2 separate regions of the Sus scrofa genome follow, and region 1 is linked to region 2. The links are chromatin contacts, called in public Hi-C maps. All regions are on one chromosome and are shown on one strand. Each heading gives the region's core, a stretch centred on a gene start, on an enhancer-like site or on the middle of the called end of the contact. The rest is flanking DNA. Distances are from core to core; before and after follow the strand shown.

What was found. Hi-C and Micro-C count contacts between places; a contact is called where the count stands out from the background.
Region 1: a contact with region 2 is called in a Hi-C map of skeletal muscle, with 5 times the contacts expected there. The contact joins the promoter of HAP1 here to the enhancer-like site in region 2. A contact is called at or near these places in 1 of 5 promoter capture datasets (liver) and 22 of 47 Hi-C or Micro-C datasets (alveolar macrophages, brain, embryonic fibroblasts and 13 more).

The regions. Positions count from the first base shown.
Region 1 is chr12:20,937,114-20,939,852 of Sscrofa11.1, reverse strand. It overlaps HAP1 (huntingtin-associated protein 1), which reads right to left and starts at 1,390. Exons shown (of 11, transcript XM_021066999.1): 1 at 1-1,390. The coding sequence starts at 285.
Region 2 is chr12:20,817,332-20,820,452 of Sscrofa11.1, reverse strand. It overlaps ACLY (ATP citrate lyase), which reads right to left. Exons shown (of 31, transcript NM_001105302.1): 14 at 1-90. Among named protein-coding and RNA genes, the nearest start is that of ACLY, 22 kb to the right of the region's middle. Within about 2 kb of position 1,347, at least 8 of the 83 cell types and tissues checked have an H3K27ac peak or open chromatin away from gene starts, as enhancers often do. A contact at or near this core is called in skeletal muscle, where this site is marked.

The DNA.
Region 1 (2,739 bases), core at 141-2,640, 120 kb before region 2:
CTGTGCATTCCCCTGGTCGACGGAGAATGCAGACGTGCGCTGGGCTCCTGCCTTGGATCCAGACTCGGAGGCCCGGCGAGCGCCTTCCGGGGGTCCTGAGACGCAACTGGATCCGTATCCTGCTCCCTGTCCAGCCTCGGGTGCCTGCGCAGGGACGGGTTCAGGCTCGGTGGAAGGCTGTGGAGCGGGATTGGCTGCGGACGGAGGAGCAGGGGTGACTGCTCCGGGATCCCCGGGTCCCGGCCCGTGCCCGGCGCATCCCTGCCCCAACTCTTTCGGGCGCATCTTGTGTCCGCAGTCGGCTGCCTGTCGCAGCCCGGCCTTTATAACCTGTGCCTAGCTGTGCGCCCGCCGGGCGGTACCACGCGTGGGGGGGTGGCCTAGGAGCAACTGGTGGTGCCCGAGACGAGGGGAGGCTCGGGGGAGAGAGCCAATGGGGGCGGAAAGAGAGCGCAAAAGTAAGAGAAAGGCGAAGAGAAGAAGCGAGTAAACGTTTCAGCTGGTTCCACGGGCTTGGGCTCCCAAGGCAGGCTATTCTCCCCTCTCCACCTCTTAAGAATGGTTTTGCCCAAAGCGGCCGCTTCCCCGGGATTTGGGTCCAGGGACTCTGAGGTCCCTAAGTGGGGGTACCCCCTCCCTCCGCTCTAGCCCGAGGCTTTTCGGCTACCTTCCCTGGATCTGACCTGTGAGTTGGGGCTGTATCGTGTCTTTCCTCGTTGGCTGGGAGATAAATCCAAACGCCAGGACGGTCTCCACGCGCTGCCCAGACTGGCGCGTCACACACGGATCCTGGACTTCATACCCCCAGCGCTCCAGCCGCTCGCTCGGCAGCCCTCTTTCTTATTTCTTGGTTCGTCTTATGGCCTTTCCTCATGCTTCACCTCTGCTTTCATTCGCTCTGCCCGACTCCTTCCACGCGGGCAAACTCCTGTTCTTCCGGAAGACCCCGCTTAGGTGTCTCCGCGTAAAGACTCCTCGGATCCCGCCCTCCTTCACGCCAGAGCATCCTTTACGCGATGGCAACTGTGGTCAGACCGTGTCTGCCTCCACGATCAGAGCTACTCCCCTTCAGCACGGGAAGCAGGTCCCTCAGAGCACAGCACAGGTCCTGGTACCTATGAGGGTCGCCGTAAGTAGGTCCTGAATGAACTGTAGGGCAGCAGAGGGGTCCAGGGGCCATTTCTGTGCCTTTGGACCAGAGGAACCCACAAAACCAAAAAGAGATGGCTGCTGCACTGATTCTTTTAAAGCCTTGGCATCATTCTTGGGGTCCCAGTTTTCCTCCTCTTGAATACTGTCAATCTCCAAATCCTGCTTGATTTACCTCCTAAATATTTCTAAATGTCTGCCTCCTTGTCAGCCCTTCTGCTGTGGAGGTCTCATTCTCTCTTCTAGATTGTTGTGATTCTCCCATTCCCCCATGCCATCCCCACCCCCAGAAATCCATCTCTAGCCCATCTCTCCCATTCATACTCCATTCCAGGTCACCCTTGTCTTTTTCCGCAGCAACGCCAGATCTGAGCCATGTCTGCAACCTACACCACAGCTCACGGCAACACTGGATCCTTAACCCACTGAGCGAGGCCAGGGATCGAACCCACAACCTCATGGTTCCTAGTCGGATTCGTTAACCACTGAGCCACGATGGGATCTCCATATATGTATTTTTTACATCTTCTTTATCCATTCATCTGTTGATGGGCACTTTGCTTCCATATCTTGGCTAATGTAAATAACACTGCTGTGAACATTAAGACTACATAAAGCATGCATGTTTTCTATGGTTTATTTGTCAGCAAAATAGTTTTCGTTGAAGTATAGTTGATTTACAATATTGTATTCAATTCTGGTGTACAGAAAACTGATCCAGTTGCCCATATATATTATTTTTCATATTCTTTTTTTTATAGGTTAATACAAAGTATTGGATATAGGTTCCTGTACTATACAGAAGGACCTTGCGGTTTATCTATTTTATTTTATTTTATTTTATTTTATTTTATTTTTTGTCTTTTTGCCATTTCTTGGGCTGCTCCCAAGGCATATGGAGGTTCCCAGGCTAGGGATCCAATCGGAGCTGTAGCCACCGGCCTACGCCAGAGCCACAGCAACGCGGGATCCGAGCCGCGTCTGCAACCTACACCACAGCTCACGGCAACGCTGGATCCTTAACCCACTGAGCAAGGCCAGGGACTGAACCCGCAACCTCACAGTTCCTCGCCACGACGGGAACTCCTGTTTATCTACTTTATATCTAGCAGTTTGCATCTGTTAATTTATATCTTCCCCACACTTTCCCCTTTGTTAATGATGTTTGTTTTCTGTGTCTGTGAGTCTGTTTCTGTTTTGTAAATAAGTCCATTTGTGTCATATTTTAGATTCAACATATAAGTGATATCATATGGTATTTGTCTTTCTCTGTCAGCGAAAATTCTTTTTTTTTTTTCTTTTTATGGGTGCACCTGCAGCCAATAGAAGTTCCCATGTGAGAGATGGAATCAGAGCTGCAGCTGGGGCTAAACCACAGCCATGGCAATACTGGATCCGAGGCACATCTGCAATCTATGTCCAAGCTTGCAGCAACACTGGATCCTTAACCCACTGAGCGAGGCCAAGGATTGAACCCACATCCTCACCGAGACTACATTGTGTCCTTAACCCACTGAGCCACGATGGGAACTCCAGCAAAAAGTCTTAAGGAGACAAAACCCAACCCCAAGGCTTCCTGTGGATAGTGAG
Region 2 (3,121 bases), core at 98-2,597:
AGTCGAAGTCCAGCATGCCCTGCACGGCCCGGGTCTGCATGCCCCACACGATGGCCTTGGTGTGGCGGCTGAAGAGGGTGGCGCTCTTTCCTGGTGGGCAGAGACACAGCGAGTGCACCCAGAACACACCCCCCCGGGGGCCGCCTGCCAGACCCCTCTGCGCCCCAAGTCCAGGGAGGATGACTCATCAAAACTGCAAAGCAACGTTAGGAGGATGGAAGCCTGAGAACGTGGGCAAGAGGCGTCTCGGCTTCTTCTGGAAAGAGGTGGCAGACAGACACAAAGCACTGACAGGACCTGCCTGGCTGGCCAACAGCTCCCGGGCCCCAGGCGGAGAACTCCTACAGGACCTGCTCAAGTTCACCAGAGAGATGTGTTGTCAGTCTCCCACTTACACGCCAATGAGGGCTTGATAGATTTTTTTTTTTGGTCTTTTTGCCTTTTCTTGAGCCGCTCCCGTGGCATATAGAGATTCCCAGGCTAAGGGTCTAATCGGAGCTATAGCTGCCAGCCTACGCCAGAGCCACAGCAACGCAGGATCCAAGCCGCATCTGCAACCCACACAACAGCTCACGGCAATGCCGGATCCTTAGCCCACTGAGCAAGGCCAGGGATCGAACCTACAATCTCGTGGTTCCTAGTCGGCTTCATTAACCACTGTGCCACGATGGGAACTCCTTGATGGATTATTTTTAAGGTCACCAACGGTTAAGCTCTCCCAATGTGGGTGCCTGCAAGACTTTCAACAGTTCCCCAAAAATCCTTGTCACCTGTGGACCGGGACATAAGCCAGCTCAGGTCAGGATGTAAATTCTCTTGATTTTAGGCCAGCGTGGGTCCAATGAAGAGGTGTGCTGTGGCCTTTTCTCTAACTGAGCTTCCACCCAACTGGCTCCGCCCAGCCGGCACTTTCCTGCTCAGAACAAGGCTCTCAGGAAAAGGATGAGAGGAAGAAGACCTGGCAGAAGTGCATCCCCGAGCTGTCACCACCACTGCCACCCCCATGCTGGCTGTTCACCTGACTCTCCCGCTCTCTGCTGGAGGAAAGCAGCCCTCAGGGGAGGTTCTTGGCTCCCCCAGGGGAATTAATGCCGAGCACTCAGGGGCATTTGTTATCAATTAACCTACTGTAACTGACACTACTGCAGTTGGCTAACCAAGTTTAAGGTCTTATGCAATGAAATTAAGAGATACGTTTCCCAAGGCACATAGGATTCTCATCCTTATCCAGGCTGGCCTCTTCCATCACGTCTCCTGATCATACAACAACCGGGATTTACTGTCCCCTGGACTCGTCTGGGTTCCAAAGACACATGAGATCACAAACAAAGGAGGCCACCTAATCCAGTTCCCTCCCTCTCTAGTCCCAGGAAACTGCAGCCCAGAGTGGCCAAATGACTAAGACTGTAGGTCATTTAGCATCGGAACCAGGATTACATAATTTGAGATGCAGCTCACTTGTGCAGCCAGGGAGGGCTAAACGCCAGCACGGGCTGGCCACGCTCCATTCTTGGGTGAGCCCGTGCCCCTTCCCCCACCCCCGAGGGTCAGCGTGCGCGCATGTGCACGGACACCCATCTGCCTACCCAAGAGGAAACAGAAATCAGGACAAGGCCTGGGATCTCTATGAACCCCCCGGCGCCACCAGCATGAAAGGGGCGGAACTGGAGTGCTCAGAGCACAGAGGGAAAAGCTGAGGGTGGTGAGCACGGAGGCCCCAGGGGAGCTCTCCTCCTGCCACCATCCTCCCTCTGGCACGTCTCAGCACAGCTCAGGACTGCCAGGGAGACCACCCCCCACCCCCACTCCCTTCACCCTCCCGGTGGGAAGAGCTGACACCGCCTCGTTCCTTCTGTGGCTCAGCCTCAGGTCTGGTCTTTTAGGAACAGCGGACGTTGCCAGAGGCAGAACATGTGGGGAGCAGGAAGGGCTACGGGCCTCTGCCGAGCTGCTCCTTTTCCCCTCTTAGCAGGGGTCGGAGGTCATGATGAGAGGGTCCCCCCATCTCTCTCACAGCGGTGAATATCCAAGTTAAATGGAAGCCTTGATGCTCTCAAACGCTCACCCTTCACCTTGGGGAACCTATTCACCTCGCTCAAGAGACGGGGGTGTGTGAGTGCGCCCAGCACACGCCCCTGCTGAGCAGTCACCTCGCACACCAGACAGAGCCCAGCCCTGCCTCCCGATCTCCGCCCACCCTCTGGGTCGCCTCTCCTTCCCCTCCTCCAGCCTGTCTTCCACCCAAACCCCCGAGAAATCTAAACTCATCCCCGGGGCTGGGATGCAGTTGGAGGCTGAGGTGGGGCAAGAAAAACCAAGACGTCACGGAGGCAGATGAGAGCCAGGGCACCAGGGGCGGCCCTCCTGGGCCGCGGGCACTGCTACTGCCCCCTCGGTTTCCAAGGCTCCCTTCTTCCCAGGAGGCCCCTCCCTCCTCAGTGCCACTCCACGCTCCGAGGCCGCGGGCCGGGCTCGTGCCCCTCCTACGCTGTCCCCTCCCTCCCACGCCGGTGCGGGGCCAGAGGCAGCCCCACGGCAGGGAGAGCGGGGATGGGGGCGAGAAATAAGCGGGGGTGGGAAGCGGGGAGAGCAAAGACTAGGCCTCGGGGGCAGGCCACACCGAGAGGCAGGGACAAAAAATATACCAGACAACACTGCAACCCACCAGGGGACGGGGAGACAAAGCACACGGTAAGACTGTCACCTGCTACCAAGCCACACAAGGAGCTGGGCGGGACGGGGGGCGTCCTACCTTGCAGGGATCTTGGACTTGGGACTGAATCTGTCAAAGAAAATGACCAAGGCAACTGAGTGACCTGCTGGCGGCTGGAGGCTTTGGAGGGAGAGGGTGGGACAAGCCTTGCAGGCTGCTGCCCTCACCGTCCGTCGCCTGCTCACAAAAGACAGGAGCAAGGCGACACAAGAGAGCCCCAATCAGCAGCATGGCAGCAAGAGGGGCGAAGGACCACGGGGCGGGGGCTGGGGGACCAGAGACAGGAGCAAAAGCACCAGCGCTTGGAGGGTGTGCTGAACACCGAAGGAGGGGCCCTCTGGAGGACAGCTGGCCCCGTCCCACTCTCTTAGTCCTGCTTTGTCCCCATGAAGCACGATGAGATGATTA